2 separate regions of the Cyprinus carpio genome follow, and region 2 is linked to region 1. Evidence: chromatin contacts called from public Hi-C data. All regions are on one chromosome and are shown on one strand. The core of a region is the stretch at or near the end of the contact, and the rest is flanking DNA. Distances in the headings are between cores, read along the strand shown. Region 1 overlaps LOC109108812 (myocyte-specific enhancer factor 2A-like). Region 2 holds the start of LOC109108812 (myocyte-specific enhancer factor 2A-like).

The links. A called contact is a pair of places that touch in the nucleus more often than the background predicts.
Region 2: a contact with region 1 is called in a Hi-C map of skeletal muscle, with 2.4 times the contacts expected there. The contact joins the promoter of LOC109108812 here to the enhancer-like site in region 1. A contact is called at or near these places in 3 of 8 Hi-C or Micro-C datasets (liver, red blood cells and skeletal muscle).

What each region holds. Positions count from the first base shown.
Region 1 is chrA18:18,083,919-18,091,319 of ASM1834038v1, reverse strand. The region is part of intron 7 of LOC109108812 (myocyte-specific enhancer factor 2A-like); the gene reads left to right. Among protein-coding and RNA genes, the nearest start is that of LOC109054899, 15 kb to the right of the region's middle. Within about 2 kb of position 1,964, at least 1 of the 8 cell types and tissues checked has an H3K27ac peak or open chromatin away from gene starts, as enhancers often do. A contact at or near this core is called in skeletal muscle, where this site is marked.
Region 2 is chrA18:18,164,939-18,172,294 of ASM1834038v1, reverse strand. It overlaps LOC109108812 (myocyte-specific enhancer factor 2A-like), which reads left to right and starts at 4,417. Exons shown (of 12, transcript XM_042775194.1): 1 at 4,417-4,688.

The sequences.
Region 1 (7,401 bases), core at 715-3,214:
TCATGAAAAAAAAAATTGCATGTTACAATTATCATTCACAGAAAACCTCAGAGGTTGTGACACAGGCCTCTGAGCCGCATTTTCCCCCCAGATGGAAGAGCATTAAGTTGTGCCAGAGCTGATTTGTGGGTTTGGGCGTTTGATAGAGCGGGTGTAAACAGTCATGTGATGACGGAAAATGGCGGCAGCTGCAAGCATCTCTGCCCCGCTGCTTGTGTGTACACACACTGTCAAGTCACCAAGGACGCACACAAGGTCATGTGTCCAACTGTTCCTCCCTGACAGTTACAAATACAAGGGTTGCCTCCGTACTCTAGTGGGCCTCTTTGTCTATGTCATCGAAAGACTAGGGCTACTTTTTCAACATTACAAAACACCCAAGCACAAGAGCATGACTGCTGGAACAACAGGCGGCGAGATTCATGCTCTCTCACATGATCTTGAAAAGTTTTTCTTTTTTTCTGGAAAACTTTGAAAGTTATTACTATAAGGTAATCATCAGCAGCATCATTAGACGTAGTGCAGGTGCAGCTCAGCAAGAAGTTCCGTTCTGTCTGTGTATGTGTCTGTCTCTGTGCAAGAAACGGTTAACTGTGTTTCAGCAGCTGATTCAGACAGGCAGGTAAATAAACTCAGCATTTCCTTTAAGGCCCCCTTCCTCCATCCCTCCCGGCCCCCTCGAGTTTCCTTCCCCCTATTGACAGGTGCATCTGTTTTCCTGGTACTGTAGCAGTCCTTATACGGCTGGCGTAAGCTTGCTACATACCTGACCCAGCAGAACCCGGCAAGCATTTGGACCATGACATCCCTCTAAGACTGTTGTGCACAATGACCAGGCAACCTGTCATAAGCAGTCTGTGGCAGTGAGAGGCAGAGGCAGGTGGTATTTAACCATCTTTTTGCCAACTTCACTACACTACACACACACACAGACATTTGTGCTAACTGAGTGTTAAGTGTCCGATACTCACTTGATTGGATGTACACAGTGGGAGATAATATTGTTTTTTGAGTCTCCTATGAGATCATCTACAGTATAACACTCAGAGCTTTTTGGTAATGAATACCTCAGAGTACTTTTTCAGTAACATAGAGTAGAATTCATTGCTATTATGTGCCTGATGCCTCTCATCAGTCTTTTAATAATTGTCAGACATTTATGAGCCAGTCCCCACTAGCATAGTCCCTTTGCGACAGTAGCGTATCTCTGTAGAATCAATATTTAGAGATTTGAAACAAGGATGTTGCTAGATATAAATGACACCCGGGGGTTAGCCTATTAATGCTATATCGTAATGCAAAAATATCTACACCATTTAAATTGGAATTCAATATTTTGAAGGAATGTTAACTTGGCTATGCCGCCATCAAGGTTTGGTAAAAAAGACATAAGCAAAAAATTTACACTTTGTTTTAAAAGTTATATTCATATATTTTAATGAAATATTTTAGGAAATAATACAACATATTGCATTATATAATAAATGAGAGAATTGGGAAAATTATTTATATAAATAAAAATGTAAAATCTATCTATCTATCTATCTATCTATCTATCTATCTATCTATCTATCTATCTATCTATCTATCTATCTATCTATCTATCTATCTATCTATCTATCATATGAAGGTGCTTGATAAGTTTACTCGATAATTTTAACTTGTACTGACTTTGAGCGGGTGCAAAGACTTTTCCCATAGGCAGACAGTTAGCAGCAGAAGTAAGAGGGGGAAGCGAAATATAGCTCAGAGAGTGTGAGCACAGTCCCGTGAAACTGTCGCAGATGAGTGATAGAGAAATGGAGTGTGCGAATCTATGCGGTGCCCTGTGCTGCCCATGGGAACACTCCCGTCTTTGCTGTCATCTCGAATGCTAGAATCCGCAACTAGTTTTTACTCTAGTTTTGAGAAATGTTAAGAATATTTAGGTCTGTTATTGATGAATATACCTTTATATTGTGTAATTTGTTTATTAATTACCCATAAATAATGCAATTGAAGTTAAATTTATTTTCATTCAGGAAATGATGGCCCAGCCCAGAGTATCTGAGGAGATTTAAGGTACTGGACGTACAGTGCTTAGTTGACAGTGGCATTACAGGGTGTGGCGAGGAGTGTGTGCCCAGAGGTCTCAAGCCTTTGGCTCTGTGGTCACGTAGCACTTTGGATCTCTGATCACATAGCGCAGCTGTTGTTTGTTCCAAACAGCCTCGGCCAGCGTGGCTGCCTTGGAGAGGAACCACTTCAGTGCTCCTGTCAGATGGCAATTCCTTGCATACTTCTGATTTTTCACAAGCAGAAGGCACTAGGGAGCAGGGACATCTCAGAGCAGAGCCTGCAGGAATGCGGCTCACAGCACTCTTCTTCTACCCTCTCCCCTGTGTAGAGCGACCTCATATTGCCTGAACGAGTTAAGCGCAATGCTCTGATCACCAGTTAAGCCAAAGGAATGGTGCAGAGGATCCAAGAGTTAATCCAAGCACATACACCGGCTCTCCTCTTTGGGGAAAGAAAGCTTTTTCATCATGCTGACATGCCCAACTGGGGTGCAAATGAATCTTTTTGTTCGTGAAATATCAGGCTCGTGTTGTAGCACAATTCTTTCTCTTTTGAAGCGATTCGGTGTTACCTAACTATGTACAGTTGCTGGAGGTCAGGATGAATCATCAGTACTGTGAAACAAAATGGCTTAGTTTCCTCTCAGAGTTCTCTGATATGGCAGCTCAGCACGATTCCAGCAGAATGTTTGGTTTCGGATCATCTTCGTTTCAGATTTTATTTTGCTGTTGACTTTTGCAGGGAACAGAAGGCCTAGTTTCTCTCAAATTACTCAGATCCCGTTGTTGACTTACAAATCATTGCCACTGTTTTATTTTATATTGACACAAAAAAGAAAAAAATCTCTTCCCACATTGTGAATTTTTCAAATCGATCTAGACCCAGACTTAAGCAGACAAAATGTCATTGATGGATTTTACTTTTTTTTTTTTTTTTTACTTTATTAGATAATTGTATATTTATCTATATATTTATATTATTACATTTTATATAATACGTGTTGTATTTTTATATATAAATTGTTCTCATTATTAATGTTTTTTTTATTATTGTATATATCATTTAAATTATTCTTAATTCATCAACATTAATAATTCAAATGAATATAAATAAAGTTTAATCATCTGGTTAATTGGATAACCATGAGAAGGTAACATGTTAGGACCTTGTGTTTTCTGATAATACTGGAGTGTTAAGTATTAAAGAGATAAAATGCCATATATTCAATATGTTCATGCAACTAAGTTGACGGTTTGGCAATTTAATTTAATTAAAAGTGAAACGATCTGAAGTCTTGTTATATGTGCTTTTGTCATGGGATGACATGACATGTGGCTGATACATTAGAAGAGCAGATCCCACACATTCAATTAGTGCACAGCAATAGATTTGGCACTACGAGCTGATGTGATAAAGACACCTTATTCAAGCTAACAAGAGCAAGTTCTCAGCTTGCAGATTACGCCAAAGTTCACAATGCGTGATCATGCACAAAGAGGAAGAGATGCAAACATAATGGTTCCAGAAATAAAACATTTGTGTTCTGATGAGCACCAATTAGTAATCTGATGAGCCGATCTTTGACGCAATCCAAAATTCATTTTTTAGTAGATGTGCTTTTTGGCCGTTAAGGACCTTCTCTTCTAAAAACGAGTTGTATCTTTGTTATGCAGCGTGCCTAGAATCTGCACATCTTCCTTCATTGATACTGAAGAATTAAAGGCTGTTGAGGAACAATTTAAAGCCCTGTTTGTGTGTCAAAAGAATGTTTCTCGAAAGAGCTTTTATATATGGCAGTTACTTAAAGGTGCTGTATGTAGGATTGACACCGAGTGCAGGGCTCTAGAGCAACTTTTTTTCTTAGGTGCACCAGCACAAAAGTTAGGTGCACCCAATTTTTCGACTGCATCTCATTTAAAACCACAGTTTTACAAGTTCACTTTTTTTTTAATCGCTGTCCATATAGGCAATATTGACTCAATATTGAGCCCTGGAGTGGTTGAACTAGGTATTGCAGTCCAAATTCAAAATATTGGAGAGGGTTTTTTTCACCCGGCCCCTCCTTCTCAGACTTGACGCACACACAGGTTGCCAGACTGACAACACCAACAGGAACGAGCGCACTTGATGATGAATGAAATGAAATAAGCGGTGTTTTCCGCCAACTGGCAATCCGGGGTGCCGAAATACAATTGGGTAAACTGGCAGTGGGTGGGTTTCACAAACCAAAACAGAGACCAAAATTCCGGCCCGGAACAAACATTTTCAAAGGAGAATAACTGACTGTAGCATTGTTTTTCAGATAAACAAGTATGTTAACTTAGCATGTTTCTTAAATATCTGCAAACATATTATGTTATTATTATGCTTTAGTAGAGTCAAAATCTTGCATACAGCACCTTTAACCATATCTTGAGGTCCCAATCCAGTCCTCCCAATCGCTCTTTCTTCCTTTTTTTTTTTTTTACTTTCCTCATGGAGGTATTGCAAATTTAAATTTTTATTATTTTTATTATTATTATTTGTTCAAAAGGGCTCTCCAAGTAAAATATGAATATGATTTTTTTTCTTTTTTGGCACTAACAGTTGGAACTCTTTTCCCAGCTCACATTGTTCCTGTGCATGATTTCCAGAGCCAAAACAATATGGCTGCACCCGTTAAAGAGGTACTGTTCAGCCTCATTAATTAAGACTATAATTAGAATTTGGACTCTGTTCCTCTTAATCTATTAGGGAGGCGAAGCTTTGATTCTGAAATCCATTAGTCTTTTCTCATTCATGCATACTTGCCCCTCTGAAGACACTACGTTGCTCAAGGTAATGATGACACACCTAAATGGATAGGACTTATCTGGTGCTTTATATCAAAACAGCCTTGCTTTGAAAGGAAACAAATTATTTGTTTTGAAAAGTGGGTCATTATATAACCATGCTCCCATAGGATCATGCATTACTCAGAGCTGAGCGAGAAACTTATTTTATCAAAGTAAGCAGCATTGTTCAAGACAGCAATGTAATTTGGCATAACTCGTCTGTATTTGGTGTTCATTTAGGAATTGTGACATTGGGTTCACTCTGTTCGGTTTGAGAGGATTCAATGTGTGACTTACATAGACATGGTGTTTGAAGAGCGAGAGGGGTGGGGACCCTGGATACAGCTCAGAATCAGAGCTGCTTATGTCTCAGTAGGGCCTCAGTTACACATTCCGCCTTTTTGAGAACAGGCGCCTTTTTCAGAAATTGGGAGCATTTCAACTTAATGATATCATCCTCCCTCCTTTTGATCATTATCAGAGTAATGCACTGCCGCTGTGCTTTTTTACAGTAATTACGAGATATTTTCCTCCCTCTCACTAAAGGTTCACACACTCCAGTGCTTACATTCATCTTATATTTCCTGTCAACTGAATAAACGTTTATACAGTACCAGCCAAAAATTAAAACCCACCTACTTATTCTTCATTAGTATGGTTTTCTGCATTTAGTCATCAAAGTATTACATAATGCAAATTAAAGTATGCAGTTTTAAGATTTTATACGCATTCTAAGTTCTAAGATTCTATAATATAGATAAGATAGTTGTAAGATAAATGTAAATATATTGTTATTAGTTAAAAAAGTAAACATATATTACACATTTAAATACAATGGAATTTATCAATTAAAATTATTTTATATGCACTGTTGTGTGTGTGTGTGTGTGTGAGGGGGTGTTTGTATCACTTAATGTAAATCAAATTATGTGGTTCAACTATATGGGTAAATATATCTATCAGTGCCTTGAACATATTATATATGTTTCTATTCTTTCTTATGTATGCCTTACAGTATATATTTCTACTTCCACTTGTGTTGAATTATTCCTCATTTTCTGTCACTTTGAATAAAAGCATCTGCAAAATGAATAAATGTTAATGTTCTACTTGCCAAATTTCATGAAAGGTATTTACTATTCTAAGACGATTGTTGAAACATCTGATGTAGTCCTCAGGTTTTTAATTACACCCCACAAAAAGTTTGCTTTTGTTTGTTAATCCAAGTAAGATGAGTGATATTCATTGAGATTTGTAAACTGGGTGAAGGTTTAGCTTCAACTGAGATACTCTTACAATCTGCTATTAAAATCTTGTGAGATGTGTGAGACATGTGGGTGACCCTAGTTGAAATCTTGCTTGGATTATTTCCTGAGCCCACTTAATTTGATTGTTTCCTGTCTGTTTTTGAGGTTTTCTGTCTGTAGATATAGCCCAGAAATAAAAAGTATATATTAAAAATTGAGCTGTGAGCATTACGTGTACGTGTTGCTCTCAGAAGAGGCATGCTTTAACGGAGACACAGTAAGTGCATGTCTCTGCTCTCTGTCTCTCTGATGATGGCCTTCTCTCTTGCTGTCCCACAGCAAGCCCCCACAGGAAATGAGCATTGGGTGGGGGGCAGAAAAAGCCCCGTGACTAACATTTAATCAAGCTACTGTTGTGAAGAAAAACACACGGAAATGACATTGCACTTTGCTGTATGCACAGTTCCAAGCAAATGGAAATGAAATGGACCTTTTCTGAAAACCAAAAGACATTGCACTTGTTTGGCTGATGGTTGTTGTTTAGTTGCTCAGCATTTTTCATACTGACGAGAGAACACATTGAAACAGAGACCGTAGGGGTGATTGTGCTTTTGGTTTGAACGTCGGCCAATTGTAATTCCTGTGTTTGTCTTTGGAGGTTACACATTGTGTGGGTAAATGACCCATGATTGTTAGAGAATATTTCAGATGGTTGTGTGAAGGAACTTGCTAACAATGTGGGCCAGCAGATGGTAGAAAGACATCTTTGTAAATCTCTGACGTTCATATGAAACCAGAAACCTGCAATATGTATAGTATACAGGTGTGAGGTCAGTCAGGTGCAGAGTTGATGGATTAGCCTGTTCGTTCTCATGTGATGACATCATTCACACACAAACTTTTCAGTATTTGTTGTTGATGTTCTGCAGACTGACGCTGGGTTCCTCTCATTGTGCTTTTTTGGGTCATTGCAGCATGTGCTAACATTTAAAATTCACGTTTTAAATGTATCCATTTGCACTAGATTCAGCAGGAGAAAGTTCCGAATTAAAGTAGCTGTAGTTCAGTTTCAAACTAGGAATGGCAAAGTACAGCAGATGTAAACATATCATTGACACCCCACCAAAGTTTTTAGATTTCTTCTCTAAAATGGCTCTTTAATTGCCTTTGATAGCAGTGAATGGCTGCACTCATTTGTAATGACTTTAGCCATTCCTTCTTAAAGAGCTCAAGTCACACTACATTTGTTAAACTGAATTGCTTTCCTCATCCTGGGACACACA
Region 2 (7,356 bases), core at 3,168-5,667, 79 kb before region 1:
CGAAGAGTATATACTAACCGTAGTGAGCCTCCCTATCCTGAGGGAGCAGTAAAGGGCTTCCAAACACCAAAAGAGGGCGAGACCAGACTGAAGACTTTGTTGCAGTTTCCAGGCAACACGTAGAACGAGCCTGTGGAGAAAAGGTGGAGGAGGTGCACCACAGGCCGGGCCGGCTCTCATGCACTTGGGGCCTGGAGGCATCGGCGTGATTAATGGCACAGGTATGCGCTATAGCAGGCATCCTCCGAGAACCTACAGATCAGTCTTCCTGTAATACAAATCCGACATTTCGCTCCCCTCCCCTTTCTCCACCCCACCTGCCACTGCAGCACCATCATCAGAAGCTCAGCTCCTCACTGCCAAGTGCATCACCGACATCACACTCATAAATCATTCCCAAACAAAACACGCTTAATCTGTGACACGCAGGCCTGACACACAAATTTATTACCTGTGTGAGATGCACAACAACATGTCCCTAGCACCTTCTGTCTGTCGGAGAAGAAAAAAATAATACGGATGGGGATGGGGAGGGAGGACACTTGCTAAACTTCATGCTTAGTGTAGGGATGCTAGCTCCTGTTCTCTGAGTATGAGAGACAAAGCATTTACAAGGCTGGTTAATTTCAAGGGCTTATTACAGCACAGAGAGCTCTTTCTTCTGCCGCCTCACTCTTGCCAAAGGATTTTACTCAAGCACATTTGTAAGACATGAATACATAAGTTCTTTTCATGGATTAGTTTGGCAATGAGATGAATGGTCTGTGGTATGAGTCAAATTGCCTGATTGTAACTGGCTGTTTTAAATGGAGGAGGTTAATGAAAGAAAAGTGTACCTCTCTAATCCCAAAACAAGGAAAAAACAAATGTAAACTTGCTTTATGAGCTTATCACAATTCATATTCTGCAGCATTATGCACATTCAGCTGCAAGGAGTAGAAAAAATGCAAAGGAAAGCATTGGTCTAGATTTTTTTAAGACAGTGTTGTGATATGCAAAAATGATCATCCACAAGAATGATCACTTTTACAACATCTCAAATTGCAGTGTGTTTTTTTCTGTAACCCTGCAATGTTATATTTGCTGATGTATTTTCTTTGGAATGGTGTTAAAGGAGCTCTGTGCTTTTCACTGTGGTTTTTTGATGTATTACGTCTGGGTTAAACATTCAGAGTGTAGACAAATGATTCCACAGATCTCTCCTTCTGGAGACAAAGCCACAGTGATTACAGTCAGGTTATAAGAGCAAGTGAAAATCACATGGGAGTTTCCCCTGGGGATCTGCCTTGCTGCATTTTATAAGACTTTTAGATATGAATCAGCATGAGCATGTTGGGATGGATCAGAAGTAAAACAAACAGGAACTTTGGTTTGGTCTGTGCTCAGAGTTTAATAGTTAGAGGAGTGTTTTAACACATTGTCTCAACATCTGTGACTCTGTGTGTTTATGCGTTACATGGTTTCTACTGTGATGATAATAAGAAACATTTCAGATCATGTGACTGAAGAGTAACTGCTGCTGAAAATCAAACTTTATCAGCTCAGGAATTAATTACATTTTATTAATAGAAAATGCTATTTTAAAATAATAATAATGTATTGTAAATTATTTGACGGTATAATGTCACACAAATACTTGTATTGGTTATCTCAGCAGGGTGTTGGTCACATATAATTGTGATTTTACCTTGAAAATAATTTCTAATTGGTTAATAGGTTGAGCAGTAAGGGATGTACAGTATTTGTGTCAGGTGTTCATTGAACATCTCCTCTGGAAACTCTTTGGTTGTGTTGTGTATTAATGATTTCAGTACAAGGCCTTTGTGAAGTGATAAAAGCTTCTTTGTTTTAGTTCTGTGTTTGGCCTTATTGATCAAATGCTTTTTATGGTGTCTACCTTACTGTCTTAACTTAAGGTACTGTAAAGTGGACAATGATATTGATTGTTCCTATTACATGTTTTGTTTTTTCTTTTTAGAGAAAGGTGTTCAATATTTTGCTTGATAACGGACTGCATTAGAGGGCACTTGAATACAAGCAGAGGCCATCTGACCAAAACATTATCATGAAGGCTGTGTCAAGGCAAACATGAATGATTTATTACGCATTGTATATTGGAGATTAGATAGGATCTGAAAATAACAAACAAGTGGTTTGGAAAACATGAAAGCATTTGTATGGTAATAAAATTATTAGCGCCATATCTTCCAGTTTTATTGTATTTAACAACTCTAAATGAACAGTTTAATGATGTTAGACTTTTTTTTAAACTATGTTATAAACTATGAAACTATTATGATCTAAAAAAAAAAAAAAAAAAAAAAATTAACGTGAGATAAAATTCTCTGGATCCTTACCATAGTTTAACAAGAGATCATTTCTGTTGATGCGCCTAAGTTTCAATCTTGTTTATCAAGTAGATCTCTAGTCACATTACCCGACAGCTATGTGTCAAAGTGAATTAATTTGAGGCCATTCTGTGAGATTAATTAAATGATTCTTGATATTATGGACTGAATGAAAAATGGGAGGAATGGTTTCATTTCTGACCTTGCTCAATTTTTAATGAACTCGCTACAGCTCATACAAAATGGCTCTCTCTCTTATAAATGGTGCTGTACAGTAACTTCAACAAATGGTGGGCAAATTAAAGGGCTTTTATTGATTCTGGAAGCAGCTGTCTGTAAGTCGTTGAAACCCAGACGATTTGAAGGATGCGCTAGCCTACTACATTTCTAAGTTGTGAGGTAAAAAATGGAAAATAAGTTGTGAGAGTGTCAGGTGTATAATTACAAGCTCAGATATTAGTTACTTTAGAGTGAACAAAAGGAGAAAAAGTAGTTGGTGAAAACTTCTGATGTTTTGATTAGATATGTTACATAGATGCATGAGTATGTGACAGTTGTGTGCGGTGCTGCGCTACTCAGTGATGGCAGGGCATGCTCAGTGTTAATTATGTGCGTTAATGAGAGAACAGAGCCAGACTGTAAGACACAGGGTATTTTTAGAGCCTCTGCAAAGTTATCTAATGCACAGACTCAATCTGCACAGATACATACTGATGTACATTTGTGCTATTCCATTTCCTCTATTTTGTCATCCTACCTTTATAGGCTCTGTCTGCTGTGGTAAAGATCGTTTAAAAAAAAAAAAGTGTGAAAAAGAGCGTTATTATTAACACTTCGCTATATGGTTCAGTTCATACCATTAAATGCATTATGTATCATGAATTAACAACGAACAGGTCATGTACATTTAAACTATTTTTCATTACTCAGTCAGGTTAATTTATAATAACTAATATTAATTTGTTAGTTTGTTTAACTTGAAATCCTGTATTAGTTTATAGAATTTAATATTAACCTAAGTTCATATATGCTATAAAAGTGTTTCTAGTTCATGATACCTATAGTGCATTAACAAGTGGTAACGTATTGTATCAAGATGCTCTTTCACTTAATATATGAATAACTTATTGTTTTCAATATTTTTGAAAGGTCAGATTATACTTAACATTGAGGAACCATTTCTGTGCATGAGCTGGGAACTGTGGAAAATGAGCGGGATATTTGAAGAACTTTGGCTTGTTTAGTTCTGTCTAGTTTTTATTGTAATGATGTTTTAATCAAGAATCTGCTGTCAAAACGATGACCTTCAGTGTGTTTATGAGTCCAATGAGCCCGTTGTTCTTCAAAAAGAAAGTTCAGACAGAAACTCTAACTTGACTATGGTGCTCTAATATGTTATAATATGAGTAATATTATAAAATCCTTTATTTAATTGGTGGCGTAGTATCTAAGCAGTCTGGACTGGAGCTATTTGTGGTTGGGAACAATGCTGAAAATGTCAGCTGTCTTCTATTTGAGTATGCTTTATAAACCCCACTGCAATTCTCTAGGTCTTAATGACCCATCAATACAAAACTTTAACTTCAGCTGACAGGGAAATCTAAGTGCTTCAGCTGGCTTATTTTTCACTATTCTGTTGAACCCAAAACTTTATGGCAATATACTATTGAAATTTTGCTCAAATTTTAATGGTTCATGTTTGGATGACTTCTATTGGCGAGTAAAATGACACTTTGAAGTATTGGTGGGAGCACTGGCAAGGCTTTATTATGAGAAAGCGAAACAACAGGGAATTCTGTGTCTTTGCTTTCTTCTTTCTTCCATCTCTTGTGAACAGTCAGGCATTGTTGTTCTCTGATCAGCACATTTTTTCACTTTTATTAATAATAATAACAACAGAAAACACATCTAACACCCTTGGTATTGGTGAGTGACAGCTGCGGCTGGTCCACCACTCCCCTGAGCCAAGCCCTGTCACATACACGCATGCCCAGCATGTCAGCGTCCATCTGGGATCCTACCCTTCAAACTTCTGTCACCCAGCTCCCTTCCGGCAGAAAGACCCAGGGATGAGAGTGTGAAGTCAGGCCTCACAGGGGCAAGAAGAAAGCCGTCCAAAGCCAGCTGGTCTGGATTTGAGGAAAGCAAGGGAGACAGAAAGCAAAACAGAGAGAGAACGTGAGAGAGGAAGGCAGACAAAAAGAGAGACAGAGAAAGAGAGAGAAAATTAAAGTAATACAAGGGAAATTAAGAAAGTAAGAGTGGCACACCTGAGAAAGATACCTGAGGAAAGCCTTAGCAGCAGGTTCTGTGAAAGTAATCAATCATCACAAGAAACAGGTGAGCTACACAGCCATTCACAGATGGGGAGGGGCAATGGGGTAGATCCATTGTATACAAGACTTGGCTGCTTGTAATTGGTAAGTTATGGAACAATGCAAGCAGAAAAATCACACTTCAAATTAATGCATGATTATACAGAAAAAGCTATTTAAAAAAAGTACAGTATATATATATATATATATTGTGTGTGTGTGTGTGTGTGTGTGTGTGTGTGTGTGTGTGTGTGTATATATATCTTTGTACATCTTTTAACTTTTAACTTTTTTTTTTTTTGTTTTCTTCATAATAATTATGCTTGAAGTTGTAACTTTTTTGCAGGATTGCACCACTTTCATTTTACTTGAATAAAACAGAAACTGTGAATCTCTCAAACGTCTTCAGCTTCTTTTTATTCAGTATTGAAGTATATGAAATGCAGAGTAATATTTCAGTGTTAGTTGTTTGCTGCACCACATTTTACTATGTTGAGTAAATCTGATCAAGACCTCAGTTGTTGTTTTTTTTTTTTTTTTATTGCTACAAACATAACTTTTGCATTTTAGAATCTTTTTACTCTGCTTACTGGTCATTATCTACTGTATTTTTAGTTACAGCTGATTAAACACTAAACTGGAAAAAAGTGTTTCTTTTTAGCTAATCTCTAGATCACAGGAGGCTGGGTGTTCAGTATGGTTTGTTAGGGTTCTGGTGCCCATGGGTGTTTGCACAGGGGATCCAGAGTATGTGCCTAGCCCGGATGGAACTATTTTTATGTACAGCTCCAGCTTTACAAGGCTTCAAATAGAATGTGAAAAAATGTGAAGTCACAGAGAGCACATAATCAGGGATTTCATCAATATCCGTAGCCTTTTTCCAGGGATTACTTAATGCAGTATGAGTTTGCTGTGGATTCTATAGCTATATTTTCTATTGTAATATTTCTATTGTTCTGTTGTATTTTTATTTCAAGTGGCACATGTCCTTGTCTTAAGAAACCGATATAATGAAGTACTTTTACAGTTTTACATTTTCAGGCATTGTTAGGAAGGATCAGCAAGGAAAGTGTTATTTTATCTTGACAATCTAAAATTCTGCTAAAATGACAATAAATTATATTCATGCTGCCAACTGTTTACTCAAAGTGCAAAAAAAATTCTAAAGATGAAATATACTGTAAAGTGGCTAAGCTGCCAGTTTTGATTGTTGTGTGAATCCATGATGATTGCTTATATTTATGTCCAGGTGCAATTTGAAGCTCAAAGTGCTTAAAACACTGGATAATGAGGTCAGTCAGTGTGTGTTAGTAATCACCTGAATTTGTCTGCATTGTTACAAAAGTTAATACTGCGTATTATAAGTGATGACACTCTTGCTGTATTTTAGTAATATGATTTAGTGTTGTAATGTAGTGTTTCAAATGAAAACAAACTAAATTTTGAAAAATGTAAATCATTTACAAAGGCCTCTGAAAACTGATTGTGGTTTGTTTTATTTATTGGTCCTTGTATAACTGTTTTGTATTGTTTTAACATGTTGTAATTCCTTTGATGTCCTGTATGTCCCATTTCACATGTGGTAAAACGGTGTTAGCACAAATTCCCTTTAAGTCCCAGCAAAAACAGCTCATGTTCAGTACCACACCTCTTACACAGATCCTACATCTACACGTGACACTGCCACATGCAACGTAAAACGCAGCCAACCTCTTTTCTCTGATTGGTCACTGACAAGCCGCTGAGGGATTGGATTGGATGGGAAATATGTCACTTCAAAAGCACTGACCCTATTGTTACTGTTGTTTTATAGAACTTACGTCAATCGTATCTAAGGTAGTGCCTTTCTAACAACCGTAATAAATATTAAAATTGCTCTGGATGTAACGGGCTTTTAGCAACCAGCCACTAATCGTTGCTGTTGATGATTTTACTCAACAGTGCCGTCTTTGTTAACTTTTTCGGAATGGTGCTTTAACTGTCACTTCCTCGATTCGATGACATACACATAGCCTATACTTGGCTATCCGGGTTGTTTCCTCGCTTTCTCAAACTGTTAAACGCAGTGATGTCATGATGTGGCGGTTAGGGAGCCGTTTCCTCTCTTTTTCGCCTCATGCCGCGCGCTCACTTGCTTTGCCGCCTTTTACCTTTGACAAAAACACAGTGTCGGACTTCTTTCGTGTTGTTTTCATCATGTTTAACTCGCTATTCTTGAGTTTTTCATATTTGTTTTTAAACTGGAGATGAGACACGAGTAGAGTAGGAGGTGGTGGAGGACGAGGAGGCGGCATTTTTTATGGCAAGCCCAAGTTACAATTATTCCTTAAGACCAAATATAGAATTAGAGCTTTCAGAAAGAGCTTCATTGCTAAATGTGCTTACACACACAACATTTTTTATCTTGGTGACAGAAGCTTCCAGTGCACAGACAGGCTGACAACTGACTAGACAATGATAACAAAATAGAAATAAGTGAGTAAAAATAAATAGGTATAAACAATACACAGCATGCTAATTTCTACAAAGTAATCCAATAGTGACAAGTCCCCCCCCCACTATCCACTATCCTGAATCTGATTCGCTTTTTTCATTTAACTATATGGAGATCTGTGGTTTAGAATGACTGACTAGTAGCCTCTCTTTTCAAGTTATTGGTGGTACCTTTTCCAGTTTTATTTGTAAGTAGATAC